Linked DNA regions of Mus musculus: regions 2 and 3 are each linked to region 1. A link is a contact called in public Hi-C and promoter capture Hi-C data. All regions are on one chromosome and are shown on one strand. Each heading gives the region's core, a stretch centred on a gene start, on an enhancer-like site or on the middle of the called end of the contact. The rest is flanking DNA. Distances are from core to core; before and after follow the strand shown. Region 1 holds the start of Btbd6 (BTB (POZ) domain containing 6). Region 2 has its middle 22 kb from the start of Mir6941. Region 3 overlaps Pacs2 (phosphofurin acidic cluster sorting protein 2).

Region 1 (4,175 bases), core at 1,551-4,050:
GCTGTGCTTACTGGTCCTGGGGAACTGCTGCCTCCACACGGCACAGTTCTGGGCATGTATGGCAAAAGGTGAGGGGACAACTCCCACCTTCTCTCAGAGGGTGATGAGAGGCTGGAGAACAGGCCAGGTATGGGCTCTTCTCACGCAGCACCCTGAATTCCCTCAATGTCCTGGCCGTTGTCAGATCAGCATCTTACAAAATGAGCACAGTGGGCATACAGGTGCACGTGCGCGTTCACAGTTGTTTCTTCTTAGTGCCTGGCACGCTGCTGAGTACCGAAAGTTCAGTCAAAGGTTCATGGAGCTCACAAATGGAGCCAGCAAGAACAACCAAGTCACTTCATCATTCAGTTCATTACCCTGCCATTAGTGCTCTGACAGAAGCCACTGGTTAGGGACAGAGGAGATCTCAGGACTTGTGTAGGAAGAGCCACTTCTGCTCAGGTCTGAGAAGCAGGCAGCTTGGAGAGCACTGGCAATAACAACAGAGGAGGGGCTGGGGTGGCTCAGCCTCTTGGAGAAGCTGGGAGAAGGAATCAATCCGTCTAACTTGTCTTTCCAGACAGCAGGAAGGGAAAGAAATGGAGGTCAGCTGCTGACTGGTCCCCAGCCCTCCTTCCAGGCTAACTGACTTCTACAAAGGGAATCCATGAGACCGACCACATAGACAAGGACCCACTCCAGCTCACACAGACTCAAGAGAAAAACGCTGAGACTCTGCCTTGTGACTGGGAAGATGGGTAGGGAGGACCCTCGGGTTCTGGAATCTGAGGCCAGCCTAGAGAGCACAGATAGACCCCACATCTTACAAAAGCAAAACACTACAGAAGGACTTCGGGGTGGGGTTAAATGAGCAGAGAAGATGGAGGTCCTGAAGCAGCCTACTTTATCTTCTTTAAGTAGTGGAGTCTGTCTGCACATGGGGACAGAGCTGCAGTCATGCAATGCAAGGACACTGGAAACAGAAATGTCTAAACCAAAGGAAGGGAAGAAGATGACGTCTGGGGAAAGGACTAAGGTGGATACACGTCAGCAGACTACATTTACTAAATAGACTTTAAATTCTCTGTCTCACAAAGTAATCCTTTTGCACGGTCTGTGGAAGTTATGAAGATGGCACGTGTATTAAAGAACAAAGAAACCAAGACGGGCCTGATGACTCATGCTTGTAATCCCAGCACCCAGGAGGCAGAGGCACGTGGATCTCTAGGAATTCAAGGCCAGCCTGGTCTACATAGAGAGCTCCAGGACAGTCAGGGCTGCACATCGAGACCCCGTCTCAAAAAAAGCAAACAAATAAAGGGGGCGGGGAGGACACAAGATGTAAGGGCAGTCTCTTCAGCAAACAGGCTGGAAACAAAGTTTACTGTCACATGTAGTACTCTGCCCAAACAGACCAAAGGTGTACACATTAAAAAGATAACAACAACCACCACCAATAGCAAAACCATGGAGAACACAGAGCAATGATTTAACACAAGCAAAAACAGACAAACATAGTAACTTCAGACTGCAAAGAATCAATGCAGCAAAGGAGTCTGTCCAGTCAAGACAACCACAAAAAAGGGAGAAAGCATCTGTCCTAAAGACTGAGCTCAATGCAGTGAAGAAGCAGACTGATTGGAAAGTGGGCAAACGACTCATGGAGGTACTTCTTCCAAGAAGATATACAAATGACCAAGAAACACAGAAAGGTTGACATCAGCAATCAAGATTCCACCTCATATCCACTAGCATAGCCTCTATAAAACCCAGAACATTATAACAAGGTTTACCCAGGATGAGGGAAAAGAGCAGTGCACGCTGTGGAGGACTGATAAATAATACAAGCACGAACAAAGGCCATTGCAAAGTTTGCTCAAACAAGTAACTGTATCTGGACAGTGATGGTGCACTCAGGAGGCAGGCAGGCAGATCTGAGGCTAGCTCCAGGACAGTCAGCGCTACACAGAAAATCCCTGTCTCAAAACCTAAGGGGCGGGGGGAGCACGAAGCACTGGATATGACTCAGTGCTTAAGAGTGGTTATTGCTCTTGCTGAAGAGCCAGCACCCATCTACCCACAGCTCACAGCTCACAACCATCTGTATCTCTAGTCTTAGGAGATCCAACAGCCTCTCCTGGCCTTTGCAAACACCAGGTACAGGCAAAACATCCACATCCATAAAATAAAAATGAGAAATCAAGAGCTACCATTTTATCCAATCATCTCACTTCTGGATAAAGACCCAAAGAATTGCAATTAGGATCTGGAAAGGATAAAATTGCCTCCCTATGGTCAGCACAACTGGGATATAGAGTTGATATATACACGGTTGGATAAACTGGCAAACAAAATGTAACCCATTGGAGTAGTCAACTTAGAAAGGAAGGTCTATGTAGAAAGTTTGAGGTCACCCTGTGGCACATGAGGTCTAGACTCATGACAGAAAAAGAAATTCCGACATAACAGGTGTACTGCCCTTGACTTTGTGCTCTGTTAAAGAAGCTGTACACAAAAAGGGAGATCAAGCCTTGCGTTAGAGACTCATTTCCTCCACGAAGAAAAGCTAGCTGGGTCAGGTGATTTTTCAAAGCCTGAGCTGTTGGAAAAAAAATCTCATTTCTGAGTGATAGAAGGTGCAACCACAACTCGCCCTTAAACCTGGGCACCCGGGCGGAGCTTCAACACCTCCCCCAGGGGCGGGGCCCTGGAACGAGGAGTCGCGTCTTGACGCACAGTGACGAGAGACGCCGGCGCCGCAGCAGTGGGTACGGGCGGGACGGCGCCCCCTGCGGCCGAGCCGCGGGCTCGGTGAGGGGTGTGGGGTGCGGGTGGGTAGCGGGCAGGGCCGGCGTGGCCCCATGCTGCTGCCGCTCGCCTGCCTGCATGGGCGGGTGGCGCAGTGCCTAACCTCCCTGCTGGTGCTCGCAGAGCCGTTTCCCAGGCCCCGTCGCGGCGCGAAGGCGCGCGGCGCAGCACCGACCAGTGCGGAGCCCGCCCCGGCAGTAGCGAAGATGGCCGCGGAACTGTACCCGCCCGCCAGTCCCTCTGCAGCTACTGCCACCGACATCGCCAACAGCAACGCGGCAGGCGCAGCCGAGAGCACGAAGGTCGGGCTTTGCTGCCCGCCCTGCCTGGCACCCGCCCCGCTGCCGCCCTTGCCCGCGCCGCCCTTGCCAGACAACAACAATCCCGAGAGCCCCAACTGGCAGTCCTTCCATCCTACGCTGCGCGAGAGGTGAGCCGCCGCCCGCCCCCGGGCTCTGGAGCCCGGGCGCGCGCCGTTCCAGCCCGTGTGCCTCTGCCCTTTGCAGGAATGCGCTCATGTTCAACAACGAGCTGATGGCTGACGTCCACTTCATCGTGGGGGCTCTGGGGGCTGCCAGGCGTGTGCCCGCCCACAAGGTGGGTAAGGGCGCAGCCCTGTCCCCTGGTGGGCCTGGCTAGGTGCGTCTCCCTGGACCTTGTTTACTGCCCTGTAGCTCAGGTGGTTTTCTTTCATCCACAGTATGTCTTGGCTGTCGGCAGCTCCGTCTTCTATGCCATGTTCTACGGGGATCTTGCGGAAGTGAAGTCAGAAATCCACATTCCCGATGTGGAGCCTGCTGCCTTCTTGGTCTTGCTAAAGTAAGTGCTGTGCGCTGGGTCTGGAAGGATGGGGTGGTTACCTTCCAATGGTCCCCTACCTGTTTGCTACAACCCCAGAGGTTGTGCAGGGGAGCCCTTGCAGCTCCCCAGGAGAGCCCCTGCCTTACGCAGGTACATGTACAGCGATGAGATCGACCTGGAGGCGGACACAGTGCTTGCCACTCTGTATGCTGCTAAGAAGTACATCGTGCCTGCCCTGGCCAAGGCCTGCGTCAACTTTCTGGAAACAAGTCTGGAAGCCAAAAATGCTTGTGTCCTGCTGTCCCAGAGCCGACTGTTTGAGGAGCCTGAACTGACCCAGAGATGCTGGGAAGTCATTGATGCACAAGCTGAAATGGCCCTGAGGTCTGAAGGCTTCTGTGAAATTGACCGGCAGACACTGGAGATCATTGTGACCAGGGAGGCCCTCAATACCAAGGAGGCTGTGGTCTTCGAGGCCGTCCTGAACTGGGCTGAGGCAGAATGTAAGAGACAGGGCCTCCCAGTCACTCCTCACAACAAGAGGCATGTTTTGGGAAGAGCCCTCTACCTGGTCCGAATTCCAA
Region 2 (4,447 bases), core at 425-2,924, 79 kb before region 1:
GGGAAGGGAAGGGAAGGGAAGGGAAGGGAAGGGAAGGGAAGGGAAGGGAAGGGAAGGGAAGGGAAGGGAAGGGAAGGGAAGGGAAGGGAAGGGAAGGGAAGGGAAGGGAAGGGAAGGGAAGGGAAGGGAAGGGAAGAAGTTCCATCCCAGGGACCTACGTAGTAGAGAAAGAAAATGATTTCCACAAGTTGTCCCTCTGACTTCCTCACATGCACCAAGGTTTTCAAGGTGTTCACATGTGTACATGTACACACAGATACACACGAATGCATACACATACAGAGAGGGAGAGAGAGAGAGAGAGAGAGAGAGAGAGAGAGAGAGAAAGGGAGGGAGGGAGAGAGAGGAAGAGAACCCAGTAAAACACTTCATCCAGGAACTTTATTTTTTGTACATAATATATATATAATATATATATATATATGTATGTATGTATATATGTATATGAATGACAAATACACTGTAGCTATCGTCAGACACACCAGAAGAGAGCATCGGATCGCATTACAGATGGTTGTGAGCCACCATGTGGTTACTGGGAATTGAACTCAGGACCTCCCTGCAAGAGCAGCCAGTGCTCTTAACTGCTGAGCCATCTCTCCAGCCCCAACCGGGGTGTTCTTAAATAGTAATGGATGAGTAGGTGTGTTACATCCAGAGGATAGACCACGACTCCTTCGCGGGAAGAAATGAGCCCATCATTTCCGGAAAACATGGAGGAACTGAAATCTATGCGACTACGTAGGAAGCCAGCCTGCAGAGACGCCGTGCGACCCCAGCACTAGGATATTGTTGTAAAGGCAGAAAACAGTCACAGGATCAGTGACTTCTGGGGCTCAGCAAAGGCGGGGAAATAGGGGATGCGGAGGGGGGGGGGAATAGATACAGCACTATATATAAGTGCGGTGGGCCAACCACAGCCAAGGAGCCTCTGGGAGTAGAAGGTGCCAGAGGTTGAGGGCTCAGGGGGTCCGTGGGACCTCTACTTTCAGCCTAATTTTACTGTAAACCTAAAAGTATCCTAAAAATAAAATTTGCTAATTTAAAGAAAAACGTAAAAATACACTTAGCCTATAGCCCAGTGTTTACACTCTTGGCCATTTGTTCCTGAGCACTGAGAAAATGCCCTCTCACAGATATGTGTACAGTAACACAGGCAGGTGCTTTATTGCTAATTGTCTGGAAGAGGAAATAACACGTGTCCTTCAATAGCGGAACAAACCTCAGTGAGTCCACATAATGGCGTAATACCCAGAAGTAGGAAAGGGACACGCTGTCCACGTGCACTATAATTTGTGTGGTTATTAATGACTCGAGGAAGAGAGCCAGCCTCAAAGGTTATTTATTGTACAATGCAACACATCTCTAAAATGACCAGATTACAGAAGCAGTCAGTCAGCTTTCTGTCACTGTGACTTATAGAAGGAATCTGGCTCAGGACTCCAGAGGTTCCAACCCAGTCAGGGTTCCGTTACTTTTAAGCTGTGACAAGGCAAGGACGAGCGGCAGAGGAAAACCACTTCTTTCATGTCAGCCAGGAAGCCGAGGGGGGGGGCGGGAAGGGACAAGACGTCCTCTAAGATGCACACCCCTGTGACTCACGTCCTCCAGCCCAGCCCCAGCTTATGATGGCTCCTCCTGTCTGACCTCTCCAGTTCATTAGCTCACGGATGAAGTTGCTGCCCTGTGAGCCAATCAGCTCACAGCTATACCCCCACCTCCCACTAGAGATGAAGCCTTCCCCACAGGGGCTTTGGAGGATATTTTGCCCAACCCATAGCAGATGAATGAGTTAGCGGCTGTCAGGGGCCTGATGAAGGGGGCGGGGGAGAGTGTGACCCATGACTGTAAGGGACAACAGTAGCAGTCTCCTGTCAGCGGCTGTGATTACAGACAGAGTTAGCTGTCTTACTGACTCTACATTCATGATAAAAATGTCATAGAAACCTGTTAGTTTGAGAACTGGGGATCGTGACAGGTAGTTTGTAATAGTGTTTATTTCTGAGGAGCAAAGCCAAGGGTGACACACAAAGTCGCACAGGGGCTGGAACAGCTTTGTAGGAACAATCGTTTGCCTGTGCCATAAACGAAGCTTCCTCGCCCTTTCTCGTTGGATAATTCCCACGAGGAAAGAACTCATTTGACTCCGAGCAGCTTCAGCTTTGGCCGCCACACTGTCTTCTAGTTTCTAAATAAAATCTTTTTATGTATACCCAAATAAAAAGAGTGTCATCAAAATACACAAACGCAGGCTAGGAGACAAGTTGTGAGGCCCCGAGGAGACCCGAGAGCCAGGCGGGACACCTCCACAGAGGATGGCAGGTGCATGCATTGCTACAACTTCTTATGAGACAGAATTATGTGAAAACTGGAAGACATGAAGCTGGAGCGATGGCTCAGTGGTTAAGAGCATTGCCTGCTCTTGCAGTGGATTGAGGTTCAATTCCCAGCCCCTACATGGTGGTTCACAACCATGCATAACTGCAGTGATCCAGGCCATCCGAGGCTCCTTTGTGACCTCAGCCCATGTGTGGTGTGCAGACATTCGTGTAGGCAAGACACTCGCACATTTAATATAAAATAAAAGAAGGAAATCTGTTAGAAAAAATTGTAAAGCAACTTGCTTTTTGGGCATAGGAATTGGGGATTTGACCTGACAACTCCTGTGAAGATGTAAGGTTCCTAGAAGGGCCAAAACAACTGTAAAAACAAAACAAAACACCCAAAAAACCCAATTGCAATGTACCAACTTACGGTAAAGCTGTGGTCATCAAAACCACGTGGTCTGTCACAAGGATGCAGACTGATGCTTGAAGTCAAGTTGAAGGAAAATGGATTTTCAGCAAATCACACAGTGATAGCCATAGCCAAGCAGCTGTTTGTCACAGACAAAACTAACTCACATGGCTGGGCAGCTTATGGGTTAACCAAAAAGTGCCAAGAAAAAAAAATCTAATTAAGAAAAAAACGGAGAAGCTAGGAGTGGTGACACACGCCTTTAATTGAAACCTAAGGAGGCAGGCAGATCTCTGAGTTTGAGGCTAGCCTGGTCTGCAGAGTGAGTTCCAGGACAGCAAGAGCTACACAGAGAAACCCTGTCTCAAAACAACAAATAAAATAAAATAAAATAAAATAAAATAAAATAAAATAAAATAAAATAAAATAAAATAAAATAAGGGGGTGGGCAATGATGTGGCTCAGTGAGTAAAGGTGACAACCTGTGTTCAAGCCCTGGGACATACACGGTAGAAGGAGACAACTGACCACTGAACTTATCCTTTGACACCTATAAACACTGTGGCACCTGTGTGTGTGCGTGTGTAAGCATACTTAAATAAATAATAAGTGTAGTTTTTAAATTATAATTCAGGCCGGAGAGGGGGCTCCGTGGTTAGAAGCAGCAGCTGCTCTTCCAGGGGACTTGGGTTCAACTTCCAGCACCCACATGGGAGCTCACAATCACCTATAACTTATTCCTAGGGGATTCAAGGTCCTCTCCTGGCCTCTGCAGATACACTTGGTGCACAGACATACATGCAGGCAAGACATACGTACATAGAAAAATTTTTTAAAAAATTAAAAACCATAATTGTTCTAGAAAAAAGAACTGGTGATGGTAATTGTGTGTGTGTGTGTGTGTGTGTGTGTGTGTTTGAGAGAGGGAGAAGGAGAGGGGGAGGGGTAAGGTGAGGGGGAGGGGTAAGGTGAGGGGGAGGGGGAGAGGGAGAGGGAGAGGGAGAGGGAGAGGGAGAGGGAGAGGGAGAGGGAGAGGGAGAGGGAGAGGGAGAGGGAGAGGGAGAGAGAGAACGAACGCCTCTTTAGATGAAACCTGGCTTCTGACAGCAGGGACGCACCAGAGGCGTTTATGTTCCCAGACCCATCACTCTTGGGGTGACTGCCTTCAGGTTACACAGCTCCACACAGCTCACTCTCTATTGGCTGAATGGTGTAAGACGGGAATCCTTCACCACCCAGCACAGAGCAATGTGTCACTGTCTCAGGGACCCACAGGCTGTTCAGAAAAAGCATCAAACAGCAGGGGGGAGTGTAGACTCCAGAGCCCCAGGTCCCAGGGACACACACACACACACACACACACACACACACACACACACACACACACACACACGAGCATCTCTAGGCTGCCATGTGGCACTTGGGGACCTCAGAGCTCTGGCCCCTCAAGACGCGTTTACCTTTTTGGCCATCAGTACTCCTATTTGTCTGAAAGCATATTTCAGGTTTCATCTTCATATAGAATGTATGGAAGTCAGAACCATGATCAAATCACTTGTTGTTCGGAGCCAGGTTGGGGGCAGGGTGTTTGTTTGGGCCTGAAATTCACTATGTAGCTCATGCTGGTCTCGGATTTGCAGCAATCCTCCTGCCTACGCATCCAGAGTGCTGAGATCACAGGTGTGAGCCAGCAACACCCGGCTCAGATAGC
Region 3 (4,253 bases), core at 892-3,391, 83 kb after region 1:
TCTGAGCTGCCTGATAGTCTTGTTCTAGAATGGTCTGAGTTGGTTTGGGCTGACCGTTTGTTATGACCCATGTTTCACCTTGGGGCACCACGTGCTTGGACAGCTCTCGAAGGGTAGACCAGGACATCCTGAGAGGAGGTAGGATGGAGTGAGTCCAAGTTTAGTGGGTAGACAGAGCCAGGTAGCTTTTCCCTGTGGCCAGAAACAAAGGATGCCTTTGTAGAAAGATAGGTGTGGAAGGGCATAACTACTGACCCATTGGAGCTAGGTCTGGCATCTTTCCACAGGCAGAGTATTTCTCGGGGTGAGTGGTAACCGTGCAAATGGAACACAGTGCTTGCGTGTCCATTAGGAACTAGAGACAAGCAGAGCCATCTGGAGGCAGGGAGGGAGGGAGCATCAGGGAAAGGGCTTGAGCTGGAAGGGGCTCTGTGAGGTCAGAGCTTGGTCCCTGCAGCAGACTGCAGAAGAATGAAGGGCCTAGACTGTCCCTCTCCATTCCCCCCTCCCCGCCAACAGCCCTGAGGTATACTAGAAACTAGAGGGCCCTACTGTCACAAGCAGCAGAGAGAAGCCCCATCCGGTGCTCCTCCTTGGTTTGGCTGGGAGGACAGATGGGCAAGCCTAGCCTAGGGCAGAAAGAGAAAAAGAAAACAGGCTAGTCTGCATACATGTACTGTGGCTATGTGGGGCCTAGAGAGGCTAAGCCCTCAGGACAGTGTGTAGACTTCAGTCTTGGTGTAGTTATTGAGGACAGAGAGACTCAGGATTTCAAAAAAATTAAAGATACTTGATTTTTAAGTTTTTAACCAGGACAGTACTGAGAAGCACACACAAGAAATTTGGATTTCTTGTGTCTTGCAGTTAATTAACCATAACTCTCAGTGATGACACTTTATTCATTACTGCTGGACTTGGTTTCTCATGCCTGTAGTCTCAGCATTTAGGAAACTTGGCATTGCAAAGCTTAAATAGCTGAGTTTAAGGGCAGTTTAGACTACAGAATAATGAGACATTGTTTCAGAAAACAAACTCTAACGCCTATTATGTTTCTGGTTCTGGGGTGGCATCCTCCGGCCTCAGCTTCTTTTCCTACCTGCGCCTTGCTGGGCTCAGTCAGGGGTTCACTGCTGGTTTGGGGGGTGTTCTCTAGGTCAAGCAAGCTCCTTGCTGGGCTCCTCTACCTCAGTCCCCCTGTCTCAGCACTGCACCTTCCTGCCTCATTTTAGGCTTGAGTGTGTCCTCTGCTGTAGTGTGACCTCTGCTGGGTCACCTTGGGCTCACCCACAGAGTCCAGATCCTTCCCATCATGAGCCCTATGACATTGTGTTGGCGTAATCCCTGGCCAGCTAATACCTGTAGTTCTGGAGCAATGTGTGATCACTGTGGCACCCTGATCCTAAGTAGTCACAAATGGCACCCCACATTTGCAGGTCTCTGCGTAGCCTTCTCACCCACATGGACCAGCAGAAATCCTGCCAGCTATTTTAACCTGAGTTCTATAACATCTCTTGGGTTTCTGCTGTCCTCATCTCCTCTTTCTTCACTCACACTTATTTGCTGAAGACAGGTACATTCATCCAGGTTGATCTGAGTGTCAGGAGTTACCCTGGCTGATCCAGAGTCATGTCTGTTCTGGATTAGTCTGAAATGGCTTTCTCAGGCTTGGTGTCGAGTCCCGTGTGTTGGTCTGGAGCAGTCTGAATGTGTCTTGGATGACTTAGTTGTTCTGGACCTGCCCATGATAACCTTGTGCTGTTGAAAATGTTCTTCTGTTTCCTGTAGTCTGGTTGTAGATCTCGGTTCTCAACTCGGGTATCAGTTAGGGTTTCATTGCTGCGAAGAGAGATACCGTGACCACAGCAAGTCTTATAAAAGGAAAACATTTCCTTGGGATTGGCTTAAAATCTCAGAGGTTTAGTCCATTATTGTCCCGGCAGGGAGCATGGCAGCACTGTGCTGGAGAAGGAGCTGAAAGTTCTGCAGGAGCCTGGGTCTGCATTGGGTGGAGCTTGAGCATAGGAGACCTCAAAACCTGTCCCCACAGTGACACACTTCCTCCAACAAGGCCACACTTCCTGATAGTGCCACTCCCTGTGGGCCAAGCATTCAAACACATGAGTTTATGAAGGCCACACCTTTTCAAACCACAAGGGGCATCCACTGCTGACAACCACTCACTGTGTGGTGTTGACTGCCTACCTGGGGTGAGCAACACAAGCAGATGGTGTTTTCTTCTTGTTTTAAATTACATTTTAATGTGGGAGGTGGCACGTGTGTGCCACAGCACAAGAATGAAGGTCAGAGGACAAATTGCTAGGATTACTTCTCCCCTCCCCACTGCGTGGGTCCCAAGGTTCAAACTCAAGTCTTAAGGGTTAGCAGCAGGCGCTTTTACTCACTGAGTCATCTCAGCAGCCCTGGGACACATTCTCTGCTGCTGACTTCATAGACAGTGCAGGAGCTATGCCACCTGGAGTTGTCACTGCAGAATCCTATCATAGTGTAACGTTCCCTCAGTAGCAGGCATTTAGTTACACAGTTCTTCCTCACTGTGTCTTTGGATGTTGCTCTCTTCTGTTGCTGAGGTCCATGCTGCTTGCCCTGCTGTGTGGGGGGTGGGGGGGGGCATTGAACCTCATTCTCAGTGTATAGGGAGGGATCTAGGGAATTAATATCTACTCCTTTCTTCATCCAGGCCTTACTTCGAAGGCCTGTCTCACTCCAGCTCACAGACAGAGATAGGGAGCATCCACAGTGCCCGGAGCCACAGGGAGCCTCCAAGCCCGGTGAGTAGGCCATTCTATGCAGTGTGAGACCCTTGGACCTGGCTGGCACCCTCATCCTTCCTCCCCATGAGTCCTGAATAGCTAGCCAGTGTGTACCTAGCTGAAGTATCCTGGGCTCAGGGTTCTGCCCAGTAGCAGGTGCATCTTCTAATGTAATCCTGAGCTCACAGTCTGTGAAATTCGCAGCTAGTCTCCCTGGGCTTCCTCCCATCCAGAAGTAGACATCCTGGTTCCACAGCATAAGCCAGTTCCTGTCTCTTCACCCCTAGGCTGATGTACCTGAGAAGACGCGATCCCTGGGAGGCAAGCAGCAGCTCAGCGACAGCGTCTCTGACACGGTGGCCCTTGTAAGCAGGCATGGGGGCAGGGGGACATTCATCCACCTGTCGTGTGCAGCTGATTCAGATGTACAGACCTGCACATGGGGTTTGTGTTCTCATACTCTGAAAACATGTATACCACCCCCAGGAGCCACCAGGCTGCCTGGTGATCCTTGTTCACTCTGTGGATATTGGCCAGGTATCTCAGGTGGAGGGCTGTGTCCTAGCCTTGCTATCAGACCCTGGCCCTCATGGAGTCTCTCTGATAAGGAGCAGGGTGGGTGGGGTTTCCAGCAGGTTTGGTGCTGATCATAGTTGGTCCAAGAGTTACTTGTAGGAGAGGAATACCTCTCCTCTCGCTTGTGACTGTGCCTTACGCAAGACCTGAGGTTAGAGGAATCCCAGAGCCTTTCCCCAAATCAGGGGCACACGGACGGGAGAGGCACGGTAAATGTTTCTGTATTTGGTGCTTATGGCTCTTTCTCAACCCATCAGAGTGCAGCAGTCCCCCGGGAACCATCAGGGCAACCTGAGGACAGCCCAGAGGCTGAGACCTCCACCTTAGATGTGTTCACCGAGAAGCTGCCTCCCAGTGGAAGAATCATCAAGACTGAGTCACTTGTCATCCCCTCCACCAGGTGTGGCCTTCGTGCTGAGGGACTCTTTGCACCTTTAGGGCAGGGTTGTGGGAAGCCACTTGGTCACTAGCAGCTCTGCCATCTGCTGGCTTACCACCCTAAAGGCCAAAGTGCCCAAGAGGCACCACTGCTTCCATGCCACTGAGGGCTCAGGTTGCTGGGGAGATTTCAGTGTCACCTCACAGGGTCTGTCAGGTGGGGATGGTGGCAGCTGTCGTGGGGCAGCGTAGTGTGCAACCTGCAGTGAACATACAGCTTACCACCCCAGCTGTTCTCCACTGCCTTTCCTGCTCTCTAACAGGTCAGAATCAAAGCCGGCCGGCCGCCGGGGCCGGAGCACATCCCTGAAGGAGCGACAGCCTGCTCGGCCACAGAATGAACGGGCCAACAGCCTAGACAATGAGCGCTGTCCAGACACGAGGAGCCAGCTTCAGGTTAGGGTAGGAACTGGGGAGGATACTGCCCAGACAGAGCAGAGAGAAGCCTAGGGGTCTGGAGGACTGGGC

The links. Promoter capture Hi-C pulls out the DNA fragments that hold promoters and counts their contacts. A called contact is a pair of places that touch in the nucleus more often than the background predicts.
Region 2: a contact with region 1 is called in a promoter capture Hi-C map of the HPC-7 cell line. The contact joins the enhancer-like site here to the promoter of Btbd6 in region 1. A contact is called at or near these places in 14 of 39 promoter capture datasets (the 3T3-L1 cell line, 3T3-L1-derived adipocytes, the C10 cell line and 8 more), 1 of 484 Hi-C or Micro-C datasets (bone marrow-derived macrophages), 1 of 115 datasets of contacts at active chromatin or transcription factors (microglia) and 3 of 9 other capture datasets (adipose tissue, liver and pancreatic islet).
Region 3: a contact with region 1 is called in a Hi-C map of muscle stem cells, with 1.6 times the contacts expected there. The contact joins the enhancer-like site here to the promoter of Btbd6 in region 1. A contact is called at or near these places in 15 of 39 promoter capture datasets (the 3T3-L1 cell line, the C10 cell line, the HPC-7 cell line and 10 more), 1 of 15 datasets of contacts at CTCF or cohesin (CD8 T cells), 14 of 484 Hi-C or Micro-C datasets (the 3T3-L1 cell line, the AtT-20 cell line, the C10 cell line and 9 more), 2 of 115 datasets of contacts at active chromatin or transcription factors (craniofacial prominence and embryonic stem cells) and 5 of 9 other capture datasets (adipose tissue, embryonic stem cells, liver and 2 more).

Annotation. Positions count from the first base shown.
Region 1 is chr12:112,973,763-112,977,937 of GRCm38.p6, forward strand. It overlaps Btbd6 (BTB (POZ) domain containing 6), which reads left to right and starts at 2,801. Exons shown (of 4, transcript NM_201646.2): 1 at 2,801-3,220; 2 at 3,297-3,387; 3 at 3,491-3,609; 4 at 3,742-4,175. The coding sequence starts at 2,844. The region is part of intron 5 of Brf1 (BRF1, RNA polymerase III transcription initiation factor 90 kDa subunit); the gene reads right to left.
Region 2 is chr12:112,896,362-112,900,808 of GRCm38.p6, forward strand. No RefSeq gene overlaps it. Among named protein-coding and RNA genes, the nearest start is that of Mir6941, 22 kb to the right of the region's middle. Within about 2 kb of position 1,675, at least 131 of the 459 cell types and tissues checked have an H3K27ac peak or open chromatin away from gene starts, as enhancers often do. A contact at or near this core is called in the HPC-7 cell line, adipose tissue, bone marrow-derived macrophages and 2 more, where this site is marked.
Region 3 is chr12:113,057,025-113,061,277 of GRCm38.p6, forward strand. It overlaps Pacs2 (phosphofurin acidic cluster sorting protein 2), which reads left to right. Exons shown (of 24, transcript NM_001081170.1): 10 at 2,699-2,789; 11 at 3,059-3,136; 12 at 3,605-3,747; 13 at 4,049-4,181. Among named protein-coding and RNA genes, the nearest start is that of Tex22, 15 kb to the right of the region's middle. Within about 2 kb of position 2,142, at least 8 of the 459 cell types and tissues checked have an H3K27ac peak or open chromatin away from gene starts, as enhancers often do. A contact at or near this core is called in CD8 T cells and muscle stem cells, where this site is marked.